Linked DNA regions of Mus musculus: regions 2, 3, 4 and 5 are each linked to region 1. A link is a contact called in public HiChIP or PLAC-seq and promoter capture Hi-C data. All regions are on one chromosome and are shown on one strand. The core of a region is the stretch at or near the end of the contact, and the rest is flanking DNA. Distances in the headings are between cores, read along the strand shown.

Region 1 (2,667 bases), core at 77-2,576:
ACAACTGCCGGTATTTCAAAACCGTCCCACTGACCGTCAACCATATTTACAATCCCCCACCCCCCAAATCGAGTCACTTCTCTGCCCACTCTCTCCTTTTCTGAGAACTTAAAAGAAGTGGAAAACGTTGAGGAATTGAGAGTGGACTTTCAAAAACGAATCTTTGCCCACCGAAACACGCACTCGCACTTTTTAAAAAGTAGTATTTCAGCACAAGGAGGACATTTGGAAACTTTCTCTTAACAGGAGTCGGGCACATTGCTATTCTTGTGTGTTGGTCGTCTGGCCTCCCCACCCGCGGCGGACAATACCCGCATTGAGACGCGGTGGCCTGCGGGCAGCGGGAAGCTTGGGACTGCGCAGCCTCCTCCAAGGGGCCCGCAGCTACGGGAGCACTAGGATGGGAGCCGGGGCGGGGAGGTCGGTCGCCGGAAGGACAGCCATTAGAAGTATCATTTTTGCCTAAAGCCTTATACTACGCCTCGCTTTGAGGACTTAGATACAGGGTTGTATAAAGACTTAGAGAGTAGGAAGACCGACTCAACTGAGGACGAGTTTCGCATTTTGTTTCATTTTAATTGTCACCCCACCCCCCCGCACGCACGATTTTATTTAGACACTGAATTTTGCACCCCAGGCGGTCCAACCCCACAGACTTCACTCCTAGGCACCTCGTCTTTTGTTAATATCTCAACCTCGGGCTCTGACGCTAAGCAGGCTTCCGCCTTGGTGCCAATTTTTGTCTCACCCGAGCCCTGGTACACTGCAATCTCGCGCTGGGAGTACGGCACCGCAGAGGGCGGGGGGAGCCCAGGTCAGAGACTCGGGAACATTCTTTTCTAAGCTCGATTGTTTTCTCCCTCAGAGCACACCAGCACCCAGGGCCTTTGCAGAAGAACCTCGAGGTCAGCAGAGGCCCTCGGAAGGGCGCCACAGTGGCTGAAGCTGGCGTCTTAGGGTTTAAAACGTGCACCCCGCCGAGTGTTGGGACCACGTGCTGCGCCTTCGAAAGGTGACGGCGGCCCCGCTGCAGTCCCGGGCGGCGGGAGATGGCGCAGGGAACGCCGCAGCCCCCGGTGGCGGCAGGGGCGGGTGCTGTGTGGCAGAACTGGCCTCGGCGCTGAGTGCAGAGAATTATCTGGAGCGTGCTTGATCTGGGGCTGCGTAGTCAGCGTAGTCAGCTTCTGCTTTATTTGTTTGTTTGTAATCTCATATTTAGCAAGCCAGGACGGTGGCAGCGAGGGAGAAAGGAAGGGATGGAGGAGGGGGCTTCGCGCTAACCACACCCCTTCCTAATGAGTTAATTTCCATATTTGCGTCTCCCGCTTCTAGCGCCCTCTCTTTCCGGGCGCCTCCGTGCAGTTGCGTCTTGCGCAGCTCAGACACTCTCCACTTAGGAATGAAACAAAAAAGCCCCGGGTAAGAGCAGAAAATTGGTCTATTGATAACATTCGCTCCGAGTGTTGATCTTGGCATTGCGGGCAGCCGGTTAGTCTCCACCCCACTCCCCAAATGGGTCACACAGGGATTGCAGAGGGCTTGCGGACTTACTAGCTGACTGCAGACAGACGTTGACGTCCCTCCCGCCTCCAACTGTCCGACCCTCGCATCGTCTTTTCTCACAACTTCACATTTTTTTGTCCCTCAGGGTAAAAACAGTGGAAACCTAGCCAACGCAGAAAAGGAGGGGAAATAATCTCAAACAAATGAATCAAAAGCGAAAGTTTCAAACTAGAGTCGGACTGGGGCAGGGGCGGGGGGAGATAAAGTTTTGTACTAGAAAAGGAGTGCTGGTCGAAGCTGGAAACAGGCTCTAGGGTGGACACCTGTGGGAATAGATTAAGGAAAGCTACGAACTGGTATTGCCATCCAACAAAAAGTTGTGGCAAAGACAGTGAAAGGAGTTTTGGAGACACAGGAACTCAAAGGCAAGCCACGAATCAGGACTTCTATCTCGGTTGTCTCTGCTTGGATGAAGGCTCTGTTCAAAAAAGTCCATGCAAGAAACAGACCTTCCCAGTTGCTCACCGCCCCTGTCCCTCCCCACCTTGGTGGCTTCAACTCCTCTCTGGCTGCAGTGTCTAAACAGCTCTCTGGTCAAAATAAACTGTCCCAAGAAACTTTCCAAACTGGGGAGCAACTTAGGCAGTTAGGCAGGGAGCTTTAATCAAGATTTGTAGCTCTGCGAGGGGCAGCGACAGCAAACATCCCGCAGGTGTACGCCGTAACTCCACCATCCGGACTCCAATGTAGATTACTCTGGCCGCGTTTGATCGGCTCTTTGAAAGCCTTTAACAATTGCCTGTGACGAACGACCGGGCTCAGTGTTTTCTGAATAATGCCTTGAGCGTAAGTCCTCGGGGTCTTTAAAGAGCTCCAGTTTGAGAGTGCTAGAGGGTGTGTGTGTGTGTGTGTGTGTGCTGTTTTCGGTTTTGCTTTGAAGGAGAAAGGGGGGGAACTAGTTCGGTTTAGCTTGTACCTCGTCAACTTTTAGCTGCTAACAGGTATCACTCAAGTCAGTCAAACGCTTGATCCCTGTCACCTTTGCTTGCTGTCTTCCAGAAGCTGTGTATGGCATATTGTCTGTGTCAAGAACATTGCTTTTCCTTTTAATAATGCATTGTGTATATGTGTATGTACATATTGTATTGTGTTGTGTTAATGAAA
Region 2 (2,667 bases), core at 77-2,576, 710 kb before region 1:
CTCAGAGCCCTGCAGCTTCCTCTCCAGCAGGCAGCCTTCTGGGGAGCAGGGAAACTCCGTGATTGTTTCCACACAATATAACAGATGATGATGCACATTTCAAACAGAGACTAGAAAACAAGGCAAACAGGTGCGAACAGGCAGCAGATGTTTATTCCGTATTTGTAACTGTTCACCATTTGAAAATAGCGATGATGAGGCCAGGGAGGTGGGTCTGCAGGGGCAGGTGATCGACTCTCACAAGTTCTCTGACCTCCATACAAGTATTCATGTCAAACACACAATAAATAAATGGACAAATGTAAAATAGTGATAATGTTGGTATTGTTAGATAGATAGAGGCTCAGTCAGTAAAGTGCCCACCTTGCATGCATGAGGACCTGACCCTGAACCCTGTTTATTTGTTTGTTTGTTTTAAAAACCACAAGTGGTGAAGAAGGCAGTCAGGAGGAAGATGCTAGGGCCACAGCTGAGCCACACGTGTGTTAAGGGTAGTGACAGTCCCAACAGCCAGTCTTGTAGAGGGTGACAGCCTGCATCACTCTCATAGCATACTGGAATAAAGAAAAAGAGAAGGGAGGGAAGGAAGGAAGGAAGGGCTATGACGTCATCCACTGAAATTGCTAGTAGTTCCCCAGAGAAGTCTGCTTAAAGTCTAAGCTATAATTGAATTTATAACAATTGCACATTTTTCTAACGTCACATTGTAGCCCAATTACATCACTTTTGTGCCCTGCCACCACTGTGGGACTTTTTACGAGTACTAAATTCTGTCCTGGTGTGGGAGTACACACATCCAGCACAAAAGAATCACGAGTTCTGAGCCAACCTGAGCAGCATAGTGAGTCTAAGGTCCACCCGTCTTCTTGTGGGCGTTGGAGGGGGTATATAAAAAATTCTGGCTACTTGAACTGTATCTCCATTCTGTCCCTTTGATCCACAGACCATTCACTAACACAGCCTCTGACACTGTAATCTGCCAGTACGAAGGACCCAGGGTGCCTTTTGTTTTGAGGTGGGGGTGGGGGATGGAGGGTTGGAGGGGGAGGGGTGGGGTGGGTGGAGAGAGGGGGTCCGGACTGGGGAATCAAAGTCAACTTGTAGACCCACTTGTTCTGCACTCAGCTGCGATTGGAATTCCCCTGTGGTTTGTATTGTTGTTAATTTGACCCTGTTTGCCTAGACTTTACTGTTTGGCTTTGGTTATCTGAGAGAAGCCCACGTCCTAGGGCTGTGGCTGGCTTCCACACCTGATTTGGTGGTCCGAACTTCGCTCATTGTTGTGACTGTTTTGCTAGGCTCACAGTGGGCGTGGCTTTTCTCCAACTAGCCCTCCGTTTAACTACCCCATGCTGGGGAGAGAGGTGTTACTGCTTCAGCACTGCGGCTGGTCTGCACTTAAGAAACTTGTTACAATTTGTCCAAACACACCTTCTAATGACAGGGATGGTGTAAAGAAGCTAATGACAGATCAGAGGCTCCAGCCTTGTAACCTCACACCTGTCAGAAGTGGCTGCCTACTGACCTGCAATTACGCTATTATGGGAATGTTCCACACTAAACTACTCTGAGAACTGGTGAAACTAACTTAAAGGTTTTAAACTATACTCTTCATGTATTCATTAACAACGCTCATGGGATGTCTATTCGGTGTAAGGGCTACAACAATCATCAGCAGATGAAGGCCAATAGCTTTGTGTGGAAGGCAGAAAATTAAATAATTTCTGCAAAATGGTACGGATGCTCTATTATAGCAAGTTCCAGGGGGCAGTGGGTATCCCTGGGGAGGAGCGTCTTGTGTATCGACTTTGAGGCGCCTTGGTGCCATTACTGATGGAGCAACTGAGATATGCATAATTTTATTGCCACTTGGCTTTTATGTATTCAATCTAGAAGTCTCTTCCTAAAAACAGATGAGATGGAAGCCTGCAGGTTCACTTCCTGTTAGTTTAAAACAATTTCTGAAACGGTACACTTTATGCAGTTTCTTTTGGCTCACAGATTAGGACACAGAAAAACTTCAAGAAGCTGTCGGGCCACCTGCCCAGCTTCAGGTGAGAACCCCTGGTGGCTCAGCTCACTGAACAGGAAGCGCAACACAGCGTGGTCGAGAGACTGGGGGAGGTACCAAGATCACTTTGTGCTCGCAAGGTAGCCAATCCAGCCCTGCAAGGGAATTCTTTAAGGGGACATTCTAATCCTTCTAAAAGGTTCCAGTGCCTGGCAACCTCCATAGGAATTCTGCCGGGCACCAAGAATCCCACAGCAAGTTCATCAACTACCTCTTTCCTACTTCACATCCGTGATGAGAGAGGAGCCACAGGTGTGAGAGGACTGAGAGGCACCAGGCTCACTCTGCATCCGCCTGTGCTCAGCTGGACAGGATCAATCTATTCTCTGGGCAAGAACCCTGTGATGTAAACTGAGAAAGGGCAGGAGATAAGCAGGGCGGTACTAACTCAAGGGCAGCAGGCAACGGTGCGGGGTTGGGTCAGGGGAAAATGACGCATTAGGACTTGCTGTACTTCTCCTGTCCTCTAGATGGCAGCAGCGGAACGAAATAGAGAAAACCTGTTTCCATAGAAACAGTCCGCGTCTTCTACACAAAAATAATCTTAGGGCGTTATTTGAAACAAGGTCTTTAAGTTGTTTTCTATAGACACCGAG
Region 3 (2,667 bases), core at 105-2,604, 660 kb after region 1:
TCACCCTTTCCAAGCATGCACTTAAGTTCCAAAGCAAACACTTTCTTCAATGTCAGTGCCCATGAGATTTTACTTGTGATTCTGTGCTGTGAGTGGTTGCTAAGAGATGGGAGGAGAGTCACAAACAAAATAGGAGTGCATAAGCCTCCAGTGAACACTAAAAGTAGGCTGTCAACAAGACTGTACTTTCCCAAGGATGATCGCTGTGTACTGCAATATAAATGCCACTCTACCGCACAGCAACTGCCCACGGTCCCCCACCGCCCCAAACTGTGGCCCTCTGTCCACAGTCCCTTCCATCACTCTCTTAAAAACAAAGCCCAGGTATGCAATTCTCTCTGCAACCTTCCATACTTCCATTAAGCTGGCTGACTTTAAAGTCGCTGTGCATATTGGAAACTGTTTCCTGCTAAGGGAGCGGAAGTGGCCATCACACCTTTAATTGGACGGCCATTTGAGGATGAAGACTAGGTCAGAATCAGGTGCAGGGCATCTATTTGGGACAGCTCCAAGCTCCGCAGTCTTGCGCACCTTGGTACCCACATACCCCAAACGGGGCAAGAACAAGAAGATGAAAGCTGTGCACCCCCAACCCCAACCCCCACCCCCAGGGCAAGGACTGTAGCCTGCAGGAGGACAGAATTTGTGACCTGTTTTCAAACAAGCCAGCAGAAGCAAGAATACAGTCATTCCGCAGGCAGAAACTGTAGGCTACTTTTCGCCCACCTTCAACACCGTAAACTAGGATTTCAAACCCTTCAGAGCTCTCCTGTTTCCTTCCTCTTGCCTGTTCTGTTTCTTGCTTCTTCACAAGTGTCCACAAAAAACAGCTCCGTAGCTGGATCCTAGAGAGGCTGGACTCTGCCAAGGTTTGCTAGTCTCCCCGACTCCCCCTGCTGGTGGGTTTAACTACAACCCAAACTCAAAAAAGCAGCTGTCCAAAATATTTTTCAAGTCAACTCCCATGATAATAGAGTAAATCAGAAAGGGAAGAGAAAAGAGAACACCGAAGGAGTTCAACTCATGCTCTAGGCTGCCTTGCATGGTGATTGATGTGAGCCGGTCATGCACTGTGACAGACGGGAGCTGGAGGCTTAATATCCTTTCGGAAACTAGCCTTGGGATCAGGTTTGTAAAATATAAAATAGATAAGTTGCTTTTAAAAGTTCCCTCTATCCTTTTTGTTCCCACACTCTTCTTCATGTTTGTGGCTTGCAATATTTCCCTCGGTCTCTAGACATCTACTTAATAAGTACCAATAAAGACCGCGTGTTAGCCTCAAACAGTGGTAGCGGTTCCCGCCTGCTAATTACTTCTTTTGCACTGACTGTTTCCGCCCTCTCATCAACAGGAGCTTTGGTATAAAGGGCGATGAAGGAGAACTCGCCGAGGCCAGCCGAAGCCAGCCTGCTGAATGCTGCTGTAATTACACAGTAGCCTGGAGTAGCTCTTCTCAAATCAAATTATGAGCCTGGATTACCTAAAACTCTCAGGGCACCGTCCAGGTTTTCATTTGTCTGGAGGTTGCTGTCAGCAAGCAGGTTTTTTTTTTTTCCTTCTCATTATTCTTTGCAAGGATTATCAAGGCCCCACTTCCGAGGCAGTATCCCAGAGCTAGGAGACTCTGGGAAGAGGGCCGTTTTCTCACAAGGCTTGTCTCCCTGTGCACTTATCGCTTACTTTTCAAAAGTATAAAAGGAACAAAATGAAAAGAAACTCTTTTTTTCCGTGTTTCATACTTTTCTATCATTTGCATATCAAAGTTTATGTCCAGCTGAGTTTACTCATGATTCTTTGGCAAATATTTATGCTTTGTTAATGTCTCAACCACCTATACAGCAATTAGAACAAGAGTCAACAGGCTCAACCATATTTGGATCATTGTTTGAACACCTGACTGTCCCCTGGGAAGTGTGCACTGCACTAGAAATAAGAGGAATATGAAGATCATCTAGAGGTCACGGCTCCTGGAGTAGAGGCTCCCTACAGTGTGTGGCCCTGTGACACTCCTTTAAGCTCTCATTTTCTCCATGGACAGCCAAAGATACGGAACTTCATCATTCTAAAGGCTTCCGTTCTTCTAGTCTCACCTGTGAACACAGCACCTATGTATTGTTTAAGCAATTCTTGTGCCTTATCGGAAAAAGTAGGATTTTAACTTCCACAGCCAACAGGTATGCAAAGGGAGATAGCCATCCATTTCTTAAGTGGTTTAAATTTTTATTAAACCAAGACTTGGTGTTCTTGAGATGCAACTGAGAGATAAATCAACAGCTTAGACCATTGCTAACTTTTAAAGAGTGTCCTCACTCGGGAGGCAGAGGCAGGTGGATTTCTGAGTTTGAGGCCAGCCTGGTCTACAGAGTGAGTTCCAGGACAGCCAGGGATACACAGAGAAACCCTGTCTCAATAAATAAATAAATAAATAAATAAATAAATAAAAAAGAGAGTCCTGGGGTACAAATCCCAACTCTGACAGGATCTGTGAGCTGTAGAGGTATAATTTGGAGTGTCTGAGATTTCTAAAGTTGCTTCCAACATAGAAATGACAACTCAAGAAGGGGGTTGTGGGGATACAAGCAGTTTGCTGGGCATTGTCGACCAAGCAGATCTCTGTGAGTTCGAGGCCAGCCTGGTCTACAGAGTGAGTTCCAGGGCAGCCAGGGC
Region 4 (2,667 bases), core at 86-2,585, 640 kb before region 1:
ACACATGGGCAGTTTCCTAGAATCCAGGGAATTCAGGAGAATTGGGGAACAGCAACAAGCACAAGTGCTTTTTATTTTTACTTATTTATTGTTGTTTGTGATGAAAATGTTTTATACTGATCCTGGTGATAGACGCTGAACTGTACATTTTTAAAAGGGCTAATCTTGTATAAAGAAAATGTACTTTATACAAACCAGGTTGCTAGGGGCCAGGAGCTCACACCAGTAAAGCCAGCACTCTGGAGGCTAAGACAAGAGAATGGGAGGTAAATCGAAGGCCATCTTGGACTGCTTAGTGAGACTTGTCTCAGAGTAACAGGTAACCGTGGGGGAACTGAGCCTGTTAGCCCAACTGGCACCTGGAGGTGGGAGGCAGGGTGGTCAATTTGAGCTCCAAATAAAGGAAAGACAAATACATCATGCGTCGCTGAAAAGTTATGTAAAGATGCACATACAAATGAATTCTTTTAAGTACTATTTCCAAAAGCCTTGCTTTCAGAAGTTGGCATTAACTTATCAAACTAAGTATGAGTGCCACAAAGCTTCTAGAACTGGTGGCGTTTCTGGTAAAGTCACACAACACAAAACCCAATAGGTTCTTGGATCCTCTTTGCAAAACTTCCCACGTGTAACCTATCAGGGGTGGGAGGAATACACTTTCCCATTGTTTAAAATTTTTTAAAAGTAATGCCAGCACTCCGATGGCCAGAGGCAGAAGCAGTTCTGTGGGTTCAAGGCCACCCAGGGGTAGAGAACTGTGTCTCAAACAGGATCCCCCCACAAAATTAGCCTAGGTTTCCCGAGCCTTTAATAACGTATTAAGGTAACCGTGCTCGGTCGGTGACAGGTGAGTGAGCTGCCTTCGCGCGAGGCGAGGCCTGAGAACTGCGTGAGGCTCGGGGGAAGCCCCGAGTCCCGGGTTCGTCCTGGGAAAGGCTCTTCAAGGGGACGGCCCGAGGCTCCAGAGGGAAGGCTCCATGAGGGCAAACCTGAGAGTGTCGGCCGGCCATGCGCTCTGGCCGAGCCCGAGCGCCCGCCAGGCCGCGCTTCCTGACGGGAAGAGCCCGTAGGGAGCGTCGCCGGCCGCGCGGATCCTGGGGCGAGGGTGGCGCGCCGGGCGGGTCCGCCTCACTCATTGTGCGCGAGGCGGGCCGCGCGGGCGTGGGCGTGGGCGGACCGGCCTGCCGCTGGGTAGCCGCCCAAGGACCCGCGCAGAGCGGCGCCGCTAGCGGAGAGCCCGGGAGCGGGCCGGGAGCGTCCCGCCCTCCCGCCCGCCCGCCCCTCCCCCGCGACGCTCGCCCCTCCCCCCTCCTCCCCTCGCGTTGGAAAGTTTCTAGAATCTCTTCCCAGCAGCCTTTGCGGTTCCAACATGGCGGAGCTGACGGTGGAGGTTCGCGGCTCCAACGGGGCTTTCTACAAGGTACGGGCCGCGGGGCGGCCGGGGATGGGAGCTGGGCACTGGGAGCGGGGTCAAGGGGCGCCGGGGACCCCGGGGGCCGAGGAGAGGTGTCAGGTGGTGGCGGGGGAGGCAGCTGGGCCGTGCTGCTGGCCTCTGCCCTCGGCGCGGTTTAACGGTCTCGGGGCCCAGGCTCCGTTATGTTTGGAAACAAGGCGGCGGGTGCTGGCTTGCCTCCTGTCCCGGAGCGTCCTGGGTCGAGGCCTCCGGGACGCGGGCGGGCGGGCGGGCTGGAGCGGCGGGCTGTGGTGCGGGCGCGCCGCCGAGGCCTGGCGGGGTGGGGGGCGCGGACGGGCGGACTGAGGGACGGACTGAGGCGGGCAGCTCACTGCGACCCCGCGGCGGCGGCCGGGCCCGCCAGGCTCCTCTCCGCCCGCCCGCCCTCCCGCCCGCGGCATGAATGGCTGACTCCCCGGCCTACCCCGGCTTGTGCTGCCCCGGGGGCCCTGCGAACCCACGGCGCCCGCCCGCCCGCGTGGAAACCCGGACGGGCGGCGGGCCCTGGTGGCCGCGGCCTGGGGAGCGGGCGGCCCCTTCGCCCCTCGGCCCGGGAGAAATGCGAATTCCGAAGGAAGGGTTCAAAGGTGACCCGAGGCCAGGCGGCAGGTGGGAGGGACGCGTGTCTTCCCAGCCCCTGGGAAGGTGGGTTTTTTGTTTTTTGTTTTTGCTTTTTAAGTCCTCTTCCACGAGGTTCTTTTTGTTTCCTTTGAGAAGAGGCCATGCATTGCCGTGGAGGCTGGCCTCGGAGACAGAGGGAGGATTCTAGAGTGGAGGAATTTGTAAGGCGCTTGCTTCTATTGGAAAAGGGGGAGGGGGCACCAAGCAGAACACGAAGGCTGAACAGTTTTTCCATAGTAACGGCCCCTTCTCCTTATTTTTTTTTCTCCCCAAAGTGTGCGAGAATCTTAACAAATCAACACAAAACCTTCTCAGCTGTTGTCTGTCAGTCATTCTCCAAGCCAGCATCTCAGATGTTTGAGAGTCTTGGCTATTTTTATGAAGGCTCTCTTCTAGTACATGAGTATTGTATGTACTTAAAATGGTTTCTCACAGGTTTTCATTTCAATGGCTCCTTTATTCCAGAGGATTTTATTTGGTATTAACGATTTCCTAATTTTTCAGTGTTTTGCTTTTCCCTTTCTAGCTTGCTTATTAGCTGTATGGAGGTGATTTGTCACGTGGTAATAATATAGGCAGTAGCTCATTGACAA
Region 5 (2,667 bases), core at 112-2,611, 560 kb before region 1:
TGAGCCATTCATTATCTCCACGGGGGGTGGGGGCTGACAAAACCTATAGGGATTGGATGACCTCTGTGTGACCTTCAGCTCCAGGATTAGGTCAGAAGCAGCATTAGGCAGTGTCTGGCATAAATATGTCTGTTGGCACTTATCTCCATCATTATCTTGGAAAAATGCTCTCTGTAGCTCTCAATGTGTAAAGCTTGGGGTTGGGTGGTAATGGTTGATCCAACCAATGCCCCCCTTCCCTGATCTTCCTCCACATCCTCGAGAGTGTGTCCTGAACCATCTGAACTCTTAGCCCCTTCCACATAGAACCCTGGAAGAACATGTTCCTTTCTCCGCGTGTTTGACACAAACAGAACAAAAGGACCCATCTGAAAGCTCTTGAGAAAGGGCCACCTCCCTAGACAGTTTTGTGTTCTCAGTAAAACTGAGACCTGCCTTGTGATTAGATAAAACAGTGGTCATCTGCTTCATCTTTTGCAATCAGCTTGGTTAACCCGGAAGTTCTGAGGTCTTTTGCCAATAAATACCCAGTATTACTTGCAAACCTAGGCTGCAAATAGGAATTTAACAAAATGGTTATTTTCTGGTTTGATCGTGGGGTGTGTTTTTTAAAAAGGCACTATTTTATAGGTTCACAACTAAGCTCCTGCCACATTTTCACTCCCTCCAATCCTTTTTTTTTCCTAATTAAATAACTGGAAAGATGTGTAAAACCATTAGCTCCAGACTAAACAGAACAAAAAGGTAATATTTAGATTAATATATTTTTAATGGACAGTTTTTTTGGAGGGTTACAGGCATGGGAACAAAATTAAAATTGCTATATGGTTGCCACACTTCAGAAAAAGAGTCAAGTTTAATGATAAATCTGGCCTTAGAGAGCCAGCCAGAATGGATAGGGTCTGAATAGGATTTAAAAACCCAACTGTGTGCAGAAATTAGAGTTTTGCCCTGAATCATATGGAATTACAGTGCTGGGTGCGTGTGCCATGCCTACACAATAAAGCCCAAAGGAAGCAGCTATTTCTGTTGGTTTTATTAAACCAACCAAGCAATTTAATTCTTTTGTTCAGGAGAGTTCTACTTCATTGATTAACAAAAGCAGGGATATAATTTTTTCAGCCTTTTTGAAAAGCCTGAAATGTCAAGCCTTTTAAAGCAGATTATTGTGCCTCTGTGCAGTGAATACAGCCAGAGTAACCTTTTGTCTACAATTAAATATTCTAGCATAAATATAAAAGAAAATCAGAGATGGGAAAGATTGACTCACAAGAGATTGGAGAGGTAGATCCTCACACTGATAGCGAAGCAGCAGCTTGCTTCTAATTAAATATGCGGCTGACTCTCCATGCTCTCGCTCGCTAGCAGCCGCACAGAGGAGAAGCGGCTGAGGAGAGGAAGGAAGGAGTCTATCACATCATCTCTCTGTCCACAGGCTTTCCTTGGGGCTTATGAAGGTATTTTAGAATTTTTATATTGGCATTTTTTTTTCAGGGGAGATAAAGGTGGTGAACCCTCAAGGGCAGCCAGACCTCAGTCTTGAAAGTTTAGGCTTGCTTGCTGTTCAGCAGCTGAGCTTCCTAGATCTCTTCCTAGTCAGAAACCAAGGTTGATAGTGATGACTTTGGTTTTGAGGGTTGAAGCCATCCAGTTAGGTAGGCTGCAGTGCAAAGTGACCTTTTTTGTTATTTTGAATTGGGGCTACTTATTGATTTTCCTCTTCTTTAGCCTATCGCATGCTAAAGTCTTTAATGCATATTTCGCTATTTGTACCTTGAGAGTATGAACCCAGAAAGCCAAATTCCAGTTAGTATCCTTTAGCTGTGTCTAACAGAATGCATTTTAGAAAAATGATAAGGCTTGCATTTGGACTCTTGGATTTATTGATATTCATAAGCCTTTCATCTTCATGCACACTCACGCATCTTCAGAGAAGTACTTAAACATGGCACTCGGAAAACGCTGATGGCACGGAATAGGGCTGATCCTCTTAGAGTCTGCTGCTTACACAGAAAAACTGGAAAATAATAAGAACTGAAATCTCTACTCTGTAACTTTGCCTTTCCATCCCAGGTCTTGACATTATGGAGAGGAGTGGGTTCCCTCCGAGGGCTGTTGCCTGTTGCGTGTCTGATATGCACATAGAACCTTTCCCCGTTTGTAGGTGCAATTTATGTTCGGTTGTGAAAATACTTGATTGCAGATGGGTTTGAAACAACATTGGAATTCAGTAGGCTTTTCCTTTGTGTATTTACTGTACTAAGTGTTCCCTGGGTTGTGATTTTGAATACAATCAGACACCTGGTGCCTTTTGGAAGCGTGCCACTGAGAAAGGCTCCATATTTGTAAATTAATAGTTTGTACCACTCAAAAAAAACCCGATTGGGGCAATAATTGAATGTTAGGAATGGAGCTTACATTTTTTTCCACCTTGTAAGATTTCCCCTTTTAATAAGCAAATTTCTCAAGTAACAGGCTCCACTGAAGGGAGGCAAACTCCCAATAAGTCTTACTGTGCTATTTGCCTTTCCTCTGATTAGCGTAAAGAGTGTGTTCAATGCAGTGTTTAATAAGGACTGTTTAAGCCAGGGTTCAAACTTAGCCTTCTGTAGGATATAGGGAAATGTGTTTGGTTGTCAATACTAAATTATTAAACTTTATACAGAA

What was found. Promoter capture Hi-C pulls out the DNA fragments that hold promoters and counts their contacts. HiChIP or PLAC-seq counts read pairs in DNA pulled down with a chosen protein or histone mark.
Region 2: a contact with region 1 is called in an H3K27ac HiChIP or PLAC-seq map of differentiating embryonic stem cells, with 10 times the contacts expected there. The contact joins two enhancer-like sites. A contact is called at or near these places in 2 of 39 promoter capture datasets (cranial neural crest and embryonic stem cells), 2 of 484 Hi-C or Micro-C datasets (B cells and centrocytes) and 14 of 115 datasets of contacts at active chromatin or transcription factors (SST interneurons, VIP interneurons, astrocytes and 10 more).
Region 3: an H3K4me3 HiChIP or PLAC-seq map of embryonic forebrain shows a contact between it and region 1, with 8 times the contacts expected there. The contact joins two enhancer-like sites. A contact is called at or near these places in 2 of 39 promoter capture datasets (both in embryonic stem cells), 14 of 484 Hi-C or Micro-C datasets (cerebral cortex, cochlea, cortical glia and 9 more), 21 of 115 datasets of contacts at active chromatin or transcription factors (astrocytes, craniofacial prominence, differentiating embryonic stem cells and 15 more) and 1 of 9 other capture datasets (embryonic tail).
Region 4: a promoter capture Hi-C map of embryonic stem cells shows a contact between it and region 1, with 4 times the contacts expected there. The contact joins the promoter of Fxr1 here to the enhancer-like site in region 1. A contact is called at or near these places in 3 of 39 promoter capture datasets (all in embryonic stem cells), 2 of 484 Hi-C or Micro-C datasets (both in embryonic stem cells) and 10 of 115 datasets of contacts at active chromatin or transcription factors (SST interneurons, bone marrow-derived macrophages, cardiomyocytes and 4 more).
Region 5: a contact with region 1 is called in an H3K4me3 HiChIP or PLAC-seq map of embryonic forebrain, with 4 times the contacts expected there. The contact joins two enhancer-like sites. A contact is called at or near these places in 2 of 484 Hi-C or Micro-C datasets (both in cortical neurons) and 7 of 115 datasets of contacts at active chromatin or transcription factors (PVALB interneurons, SST interneurons, VIP interneurons and 4 more).

What each region holds. Positions count from the first base shown.
Region 1 is chr3:34,663,100-34,665,766 of GRCm38.p6, forward strand. All of the region lies in intron 4 of Sox2ot (SOX2 overlapping transcript (non-protein coding)), which reads left to right. Among named protein-coding and RNA genes, the nearest start is that of Sox2, 14 kb to the left of the region's middle. Within about 2 kb of position 1,327, at least 82 of the 459 cell types and tissues checked have an H3K27ac peak or open chromatin away from gene starts, as enhancers often do. A contact at or near this core is called in PVALB interneurons, SST interneurons, VIP interneurons and 11 more, where this site is marked.
Region 2 is chr3:33,953,930-33,956,596 of GRCm38.p6, forward strand. No RefSeq gene overlaps it. Among named protein-coding and RNA genes, the nearest start is that of Gm23175, 3.9 kb to the right of the region's middle. Within about 2 kb of position 1,327, at least 11 of the 459 cell types and tissues checked have an H3K27ac peak or open chromatin away from gene starts, as enhancers often do. A contact at or near this core is called in differentiating embryonic stem cells, where this site is marked.
Region 3 is chr3:35,323,012-35,325,678 of GRCm38.p6, forward strand. Gm35425 (a long non-coding RNA gene) reads left to right here. Exons shown (of 5, transcript XR_880765.2): 3 at 1,352-2,174. Among named protein-coding and RNA genes, the nearest start is that of Gm35425, 5.9 kb to the left of the region's middle. Within about 2 kb of position 1,355, at least 23 of the 459 cell types and tissues checked have an H3K27ac peak or open chromatin away from gene starts, as enhancers often do. A contact at or near this core is called in cerebral cortex, embryonic basal ganglia, embryonic brain and 4 more, where this site is marked.
Region 4 is chr3:34,018,744-34,021,410 of GRCm38.p6, forward strand. Fxr1 (fragile X mental retardation gene 1, autosomal homolog) reads left to right here and starts at 1,336. Exons shown (of 17, transcript NM_001113188.1): 1 at 1,336-1,420. The coding sequence starts at 1,370.
Region 5 is chr3:34,103,115-34,105,781 of GRCm38.p6, forward strand. No RefSeq gene overlaps it. Among named protein-coding and RNA genes, the nearest start is that of Dnajc19, 23 kb to the left of the region's middle. Within about 2 kb of position 1,362, at least 22 of the 459 cell types and tissues checked have an H3K27ac peak or open chromatin away from gene starts, as enhancers often do. A contact at or near this core is called in PVALB interneurons, SST interneurons, VIP interneurons and 4 more, where this site is marked.